Regions from separate parts of the Arachis hypogaea genome. Here region 1 is linked to region 2. The links are chromatin contacts, called in public Hi-C maps. All regions are on one chromosome and are shown on one strand. The core of a region is the stretch at or near the end of the contact, and the rest is flanking DNA. Distances in the headings are between cores, read along the strand shown. Region 1 holds the start of LOC112755717 (nuclear transcription factor Y subunit B-8-like). Region 2 has its middle 22 kb from the start of LOC112755707.

Region 1 (4,136 bases), core at 1,114-3,613, 49 kb after region 2:
TGTAGAGGTGGAGATTGGGGACCACTATCTCCATAATTGATAATTTATATGAATATATACACTTTGAGTCAAAATTTTCTTTAAGCTAAGGATCTTGGGAAGTTAATTATAATTGGCCCACGAACCCTATGATCCTTTATACGGTTATATCGAAACCTAACTCAACAACAAAGGAAATTGCCTGCCACTGTGTCCCCCTTTTCATAATTTGCCATGTCATCAATATATATCAAATTGTATTGGCTCATAGATACGTATATAATCTAGCAATTCATACTTAAATAGATACGTATATAAGTTCCAATTTTACATAGTTAGTTTCAAATACAATAATTCATTTTCAGTTTAATTTATTTTCAATTCAATTCATTTTAATTAATTATAGATGAAATAAATCAAATTTAAAATTATTTTGTTCAAAACATACTCGCCCTAAGATATTATGTGTGTGTTATCTTTATATAAAAAAATTATAATTTTTCTAACATTCTAATTAATTTAGTTTTGAACTAATCTATTTTTGAATAGAGGAATAGTTCGATGAAAGTGAAATTCTTCTCTGAGATAAGTAATGTTTTACATATAGTTGTTTTGAAACAAAAGAGAAAGAGACATTTTGGAGGAAGAAAAACATATATGTTAAAGTCCCGTATGGTTTAGAGATAAAGTTTAGATAGTTTTTAACGAGGGTTTTAGAATTGAAAAAATTATCAAAAATATCCATAAAATTTATTAATGTTGACAAAAGTACTTATAAATTAAGGAAATTAACGTTGTACTCATAAAATATAGATTACGTATGATAAAAATATTCAAATCTTAATTTTTTGTTGATATTTTAATAATAAAATTTTTAAACTACCCCACCCTCAGACTTAATCACTTTTTCAACCTTCTATAACTCAACCTGCACTTTTAAAACTCTTGCCATAGAGTCCAAAACTATTACTACAACAGACCAATTCGAAATCAATGGTGGTGATGGTGGTAGAGGATCGGATCTCAACAGGTTCAGTTATAAGTTTACAATCCATATCCAAACCAACTTAATCAAACATAAAAATTTTTAAATTCATTCATCCAATTTCAATTCACTTTAGCAAAATCAGAAGTAGAAACAGTCATCAACCATCAAAAATCAACAAAACCATTCATCCAATTTGAAATTTATTTCAGCAAAAATCAAAAACAAAATTAGCCATCAATCGGATTTTCTGTAAATCAATCTCAGCTTTCATAAAAAAGATAAGCAAATTTAAAAAAAAAATTAAAAAGTATATTTTTAGTAGCTAGTAACTAAATCAATATTGGAAAAGAAGAAAAATAAAATAAAAAATATTTTTAAAAAAATATTTTTTTTGGCTATAACATCGTCGATAGCAGAACTTCCATCCACAGTGCCGCCTTCTTTTCTTCTCCAATTTCTCTTTACCGAGCTCTCTTTCTGCATGCAGCAGCACCACGACCCCGCCCTTTCTCTTCTCAGGCGTGTGACGATGGTGTTCTCCTCAGCTGGGTCAGGCGCGCCACGATAACGTTCTCCTCAGCTAGGACGGCCACGCCACGGTAACGTTCTCCTCAGGTTGGGTCACAGGCGTGCGACAAAGGTATTGTAGTTAACTTAAGAGTGAGAGAAAGGGAGATTGGCGGTGACGGAGAAGGTGGGTGGCGGACAGCAATAAAGAAGTAGGAGGAGAGTTTTGTGATTCTGTGAAGATTTTTGAGAGAGGGAGGAGTGAGGAGAGAGAAAGAGTGAGAAGAGAGGGAGTGACGATAGGATGGGGTTAGGGTAGAGTAGTTTAACAATTTATTAAAAAATTAATAAAAAATTAAGATTTGGATACTTTTGTCGTACAGAACTCATTTTTTCATGAATACATCATTAATTTTCTTAGTTTATAAGTACTTTTGTCAGTGTTTATAAACTTCTTACATACTTTTGGTATTTTTTCTTTAGAATTTAATTAGATTAATGATTCAGCTTTAATTTGTCTCGTAAAATTTTTTTTTTAATTTGTCTTTATCTCTCGGAGGGTAGAACAATTTTTTTTAATATTATCATATAATATTATCGATCTTTAACATTATTTAATATGCTTCTATATCATTTTATTTTTATATTTATGTTATATCTCAACCATATATACCAATAACAAATATTGTTTAACTACTAATGTCAAACTATTATTTGAACCAAAGTATTGGGAGAGAATATTTTATACCCTATAAAATAATGCTGATTATACACATACACACACTTATTGAAAACTTTGCATAAGCATATGAAAGGCTCCAACTTCAATTATATATAGCTATATATATGCATACAAATTGAGTACTTGACAACCACTTAGAGCAACGTGTCTGTGTTTGAGAGGACTAAACTAAACTAAACCCCTCACACACATCTTTTAGGAAAAAAAAAAAAAGAAAAAAAATGAGTGATAACATAGTCTCATCAACACAAACCTTTAATATTAAGTACAACAATACTATCACATTTTCTTCAAGTGGAATCTCTTCTTCTTCTTCTCATCATCATAATCATCAAGATTATGGGGTTATCAAAGAGCAAGATCGGTTGCTTCCAATTGCAAATGTTGGGAGAATCATGAAGCAAATCCTTCCAACAAATGCAAAGATCTCAAAGGAAGCAAAGGAGACTATGCAAGAGTGTGTTTCTGAGTTCATAAGCTTTGTGACCGGTGAAGCTTCTGACAAGTGTCACAAGGAGAAGCGCAAGACCGTTAATGGTGATGATATTTGTTGGGCCTTGGCTACTCTAGGGTTTGATGATTATGCTGAGCCACTCAAAAGGTACTTGCATAAGTTTAGGGAATTGGAATGTGAAAAAGCTAATAATCAAAATCATAATAAGGTTATTAATACTACTAATAGAAATAATAATAATCTTATTGAAAAATATAATAGTTATGGGGGTGATGATGATGAAGACTAGAATAATAACCAAGAAAAGAAAACACTACTCCATATCTAGGACTAAAGAGAAAGGGTATCTATTTGTCACTACTCCAAGCTAAGCTTCTTGTTCTTTTTCTTACTTCATCTACTTCTCTAATTTTAATTTCTAGTAGTTTAATCTCTTTCTAACTTGTTTAATTTCATATATCATTAATCTATTAGGTGCTATATGGTGTTGTTAATGTGAGATCATGAACAATATTATGTATATTTATAAGCATGTATGAATTTCAGATCTTTTAATTTGTTAAGGGTTTGAAATATTTATTGAGTTTGATGATGGTATAGCTTGGGAATTAGATGATGAACTTAGTTGTTGAATTTTGGACTATCACAATAATAAAAAGGATGATGATTTAATATGTTTTTTTATTTCCTGTATTTTTTGGTTCATATATATTTGTGTGTCTACTACAGTAGTTTTAATTTCTGTTGTTGATGATGATATAGATCAAAATTTTTTAATTATCAATTCCTTCCAGATTTGCTTTTTGCCCTAATTTAGTAGTGGTGTACGGAAATATTACATTAAATAATCTTTCATCCATCTATCTGTAAATGAATATCATAGTTATCTTTAATTTCTTTGATATGATGTACTTTCTAATGAGTTGGTTTAGTTTTTTTGCTTCTTTGAATTTTAACCTTTTAATTTTTAATTTTAACACAGAAAGGAGGTCTAATTTGTCTAACATGTTAAATAAACAAATTAGATTAAGATTAAAAAAAAAGCTAAAAAAAATCACATTACAAGTTCTGTACGGAAAGGACATATGGCACATACTATAGACTTATTATTATTATTATTATTATTATTATTATTATTATTATTATTATTATTATTATTATTATAGTAATAAATATTTTGTTTGGACTATTTAAAACAGGATTTTAAAGTCTGTTCTAAAATATATATAATTCTTTGGTCTTATTTATTTTTGGAAAAGGGGGGGGGGGGGGGGGGATACGTACTTAGAAGTCTTTTAACCTAACTGGAAGTAATATTTTCACTTCGGTTTATAAATCATATTGTTAAATTGGCCTCTAAATAAGCATAGCTAGGAAATAAGACTTTTAAATACAGTTTTTAGTTTTTACTATATTTTTTATTTAAGAATAATACAAATTAAACTCTAAAAATTTTAATTATGGAA
Region 2 (4,566 bases), core at 280-2,779:
AAATAAAATTTATTTATGTAATATATTTAAAAAAATAATTTTAGTTTATTTTATTATTTTTGGTAAAAATAATAAAATAAGATATTTATTGGAGCGACTTATTAAATTGATAAACAATGATTGAATATCTATTTTATTATTTTTTTTATGTTAAGATAAGCAATCGATACCTTGAAATCCTCATTAGGAATTGCATATATATTCGAATTTTTCGTGAGAAAAATAGAATCTGTAGTAATAATAGTGTGTGAGTGAATGTATATTGTGTAGTGTTAAAAAAAAAAAAAGAATATTTTCTTTAAGTAACGATGTTCTTCTACCACTAATATAACTGATTTTGGCTAATGAAATAATTTTTTAATATACAAATATATAAGAATTGAGTTTTGGTATATTGAACATATTTTCTTTGATAATCATTTGGTGCTTATTAATCTAATAGTATATAAACAAGAATAAGTATAAGCTTTGCTGCAATGTTATTTAATTTCAGAATGTTTAAAGTTGTATCGAACTATTGATCGAAAGAAAATAAAATAAAAACAATTCCTTCAAATACTTTGAAGTCACACAACGACGTCCACCAAATAAAAGTCAATTTTCATGATCTGGTCCATCCAACTAGGACACAGGAAAAAATTAAAATAAAATCCGCTGCACCACAAAAAATAGATTTCAATTCACAAAGTCATAGTTTCATTCTTTAATTCCTTCTAGTAAAAATAGTTACTTAATAATATCATGGGTATATTAAAGATTGACTAATAAGTTGTTAAGTGTTAACAACCCAAAAAAGGTTGACCATCCCCGTGTAAAAGGTTGACTGCAAGACAAACAATTAACTTACTAATGCTATTTAGGTCTGTATTTTCCTTCCTAATTAAGTTTTAATCATATAAAAATGTTAAGCATAAACTCTCATTAGATAATTAAGTTTTATTCATATAAAAATTTGGAATAATCATTTTTAAAAGAATTTGACAAATTAAAAAAAACCTAAGTAATTGTTTTCATATCCATTTTTATTAAAAAATAAATATAAAAACAATCTAGCACATTTAATAAGGTTTTGATGAAAAACAATTATACTATTATAATGATTAGTTTAACAAACTCATATATACAGTCAATTAAAAATACTAAAAGATTCCACACCATATTTAATTATATAAAAATAAATAAACTAAATAATAGAGAGTTGTGGGGTTTTTTTTTTTCGGTGTGGTGGGTTAGAAATGATAACTTCATTAAAGAATAAGCCCAACTTATTTATCCACTTATCATTTTTTCAAAGGGACCCAAATAGCGTTACAATATTGGGCCTCACAATTTGAGACGTAGGCATTTCTATACACATTTGAAAGTTCCAAAAACTCATGTCCAAAAACTAATGGGCATCTTAGACCCAAAATACCAAAATAAATTACACTCTAATACCAAAAAAAAAATTACACTTAGGTTGATCATAAAAAGAAAATACCCTAAGGATGTGTTTGGTTAGGATATCTTTGTATTTCTTCTGGGCTTTATGCACCTTCTAATACAAAAAAATAAAAAATAGTTATATATCCTTTCCCAACAGTAAGGCAAATGGAGAGGGGCTGTCTGCTTTTTGTAATGAACTAAAAGGTCTTAGGAGACCTTCACTATTAAAAGCTAGTTATTATTATTGCAGAGCTCAAATTTTTAAAAGGTTCTTTTTCTTGAACTCTTGAAATGGCGGTTGAGAGATATTTATAAATGACTCCAATGTTAAAGTCAACATGTATTTTAGCAGACTGTAGTTCAAAAGAAAAAAGGATCCAAATTACATGAGTTAGTATGATATTTATAGTAGAGGGCTTTGCTGCAAGTCGTATAGCGGTTACTCTCTTTTACTATCTGGGCGATTTAACATCGTACACTATAACAAAATTATTTTTAGTGATAATTTTTTTGTGATAATAATATAATGATCATTATATTTTTTATTTAATTTATATTTTTATGGGTAAAGTATACTTTTTCTCCCTGAAGTTTGGCAAAAGTTTCAAAAATACCCTTAAGTTTTATTTTGTTTCAATTTTGTCCCAAAAGTTTTCGATTTGCATCAAATATACCCCCGACGGTTAAATTTTCAAAAAAATTAAGACCAATCTAATAATAATGCATGAAAATGATGCTTGATTTGCTTGTGTTGAGGGTTGTTCTTATGAAATTGTTGTTGAATTGGTCTTAAATTTTTTGAAAAATTAGCTGCTAAGGGTATATTTGATGCAAATCGAAAACTTCTAGGACAAAATTGAAACAAAATAAAACTTAGGGGTATTTTTGAAACTTTTGTCAAACTTCAGGGACAAAAAATATACTTTACCCTATTTTTATAATAATTAAAGAAGTTTTTATTTATAATGGTATAATTTTTATTAAAACTTTTTAACGATAAAATATAAGAGTTAATATTTAATTATCAATAAATATATTAATAGTTAATTTTATTATCACTAATGAGCTAATTACTGCGGACTAATGAGCTAATCACTAGACAAATCCAACTTGATTAAAAGTGATTTTTTCTAGTACCCATACAAATACTCTTCCAACTTTTCATGCATGCGCAAGATCCGGAATGTCGGTTTTTGGGCATGCTCTTCAAGTCAAGTTGAAGATCGAGTTGTTTTTTTTTTTTTTGGTCTTGAGTTGAAGATCGACTTTAAAGGATTCAATATGGATCAAATGTGTGTAGGCGACCCGCTTCGCCCTTTGAACCAGGCCAACTTGGATTGTTGTTGAGCCGTTTTATATTGGAGTCTTTTTGAGACATTTTATGTATTTGGAATTTCTTAATTATTGGGCTCATGCACTAACAATAAAGTATATACTCATTTTCGTCTTCAAAAAATTTTAGATTAGATACTTTAGTCTCCAACTAAAATTAATTATTCGATTGGTTCTTAACAATTAATTCTATCAGTCACTTAGGTCCTTTACACCGTTAACTCTAACGAAGCATAAAATAGTTAATGACAACTCTAACAGAGGACAAAATGGTCCCTAACAACTCTAACAAGGGATAAAATGATTCCTGACCCCTTTATTCGAAAACGACACTGTTCTTCCCCAATTTTTATCATATCTCGCATAACCCTAACATTCATACTCTCCTTCACCTTCACAGCTTTCTTTTCCATCTTTTTCTTCCTCCTTTTTAACTCCAAGATTAAGCCATGATGTAAATGTCACACGTGTCACATCTATCTCAATATGTCATAGACCACACACTTCCTAAATCTTTGTGATTGGTACATCCACCTCCTTTGCACTTCACCCACCAAAAGCATCCACTTCCACGTTTCGATAACATCACCTCTAACCCCGACACGCCCACGACATCCTCAAGACCAAGTTCTACAACTACTCCAAGGGCATGCCTTTCTCCACTCTCCGACAAGCAATATAGATTGTTGGACATTAGGTCATCATGAGAAGATTCTCCTTCGACATCAGATGTAAATTCTCATTTGAAATAGACATCGAGTGCTTCATTCCTTCTTTTCCAGAGTCCAAATTGGCATACAGTTTCGACCTCGCATCCAAGCTATCAGTACAATGAGTAATATCGCTATTACCGCTCATATGAAAATTGAAGTGATTACTGAGCATTGGTTAGGAGAAGAAGTTGAAAGAAGCAATCGGAGTGGTGGACAATGTGGTCATGGAGATGATAGGGCAGAGGAGGAGGGAGATGGTAACGACAACGACGGGTCTTAACAAATCAGACTTGCTGTCTAGATTTATGGGATCCATCGAAAACGATAACTTTTTGAAAGACATAGGCCTTAGTTTCCTGAATATGAATTGGTTGATAACAAGTTGAGGATTTTTTTTCTTGTGAACATTAAATTTATAGAGTGTGCATTGTGTAGTTTGAAGTTACAGTGTTAGACTACTAGTGTTATGCGAGATATGATGGAAATTGGGAGAGAACAGTGTCGTTTTAGAACAGAAGAGATCAATGACCATTTTGTCCCCTGTTAGAGTTGTCAGGAACTATTTTATTCTCCATTAGAGTTAACATTGTAAAGGACTTAAGTGACTGACGGAATTAATTGTTAGGGACCAATTGAGTAATTAATTTTAGTTGAGGATTAAAGTGTCCAGTCTAAAATTTTGTTAGGACCAAAATGGGTATAAACTCACGAACAATATATATCATAAGAGGATAAAGAGAGTAAAGATAACTTGAGTTGATTTAGTGATCAATTTATTTGTTTGTTTAAGTAAGTGTTAAAAATTTGAATCTCGTCTTATACATGCAGTAATTTATTAACAAGCAATAAATTTTTAAATGGAGATCAGATCTATGACAAATGAGTTTTTGTTTTGTTGAGTTAAGAAATATGTAAGCCAAAAAAAGAGCAAATATGATTACAAAATAGTTCCAAAACAAGGTTTTAAGTCAAAACATACGTAATTAGCATAGTTATCATGCATTTTAATAAATAACAATAAAGAATTTAATTAATAACATACATATGTATATTTAGAAGGAGAAAATATTATCAAAATTAAAGATGCCCACTATAA

Evidence for each region. Hi-C and Micro-C count contacts between places; a contact is called where the count stands out from the background.
Region 1: a contact with region 2 is called in a Hi-C map of an unstated tissue, with 4 times the contacts expected there. The contact joins the promoter of LOC112755717 here to the enhancer-like site in region 2. A contact is called at or near these places in 3 of 8 Hi-C or Micro-C datasets (leaf and an unstated tissue).

What each region holds. Positions count from the first base shown.
Region 1 is chr2:98,956,006-98,960,141 of arahy.Tifrunner.gnm2.J5K5, forward strand. LOC112755717 (nuclear transcription factor Y subunit B-8-like) reads left to right here and starts at 2,364. Exons shown (of 3, transcript XR_003179068.2): 1 at 2,364-2,817.
Region 2 is chr2:98,907,907-98,912,472 of arahy.Tifrunner.gnm2.J5K5, forward strand. No RefSeq gene overlaps it. Among protein-coding and RNA genes, the nearest start is that of LOC112755707, 22 kb to the left of the region's middle. Within about 2 kb of position 1,530, at least 3 of the 3 cell types and tissues checked have open chromatin away from gene starts, as enhancers often do.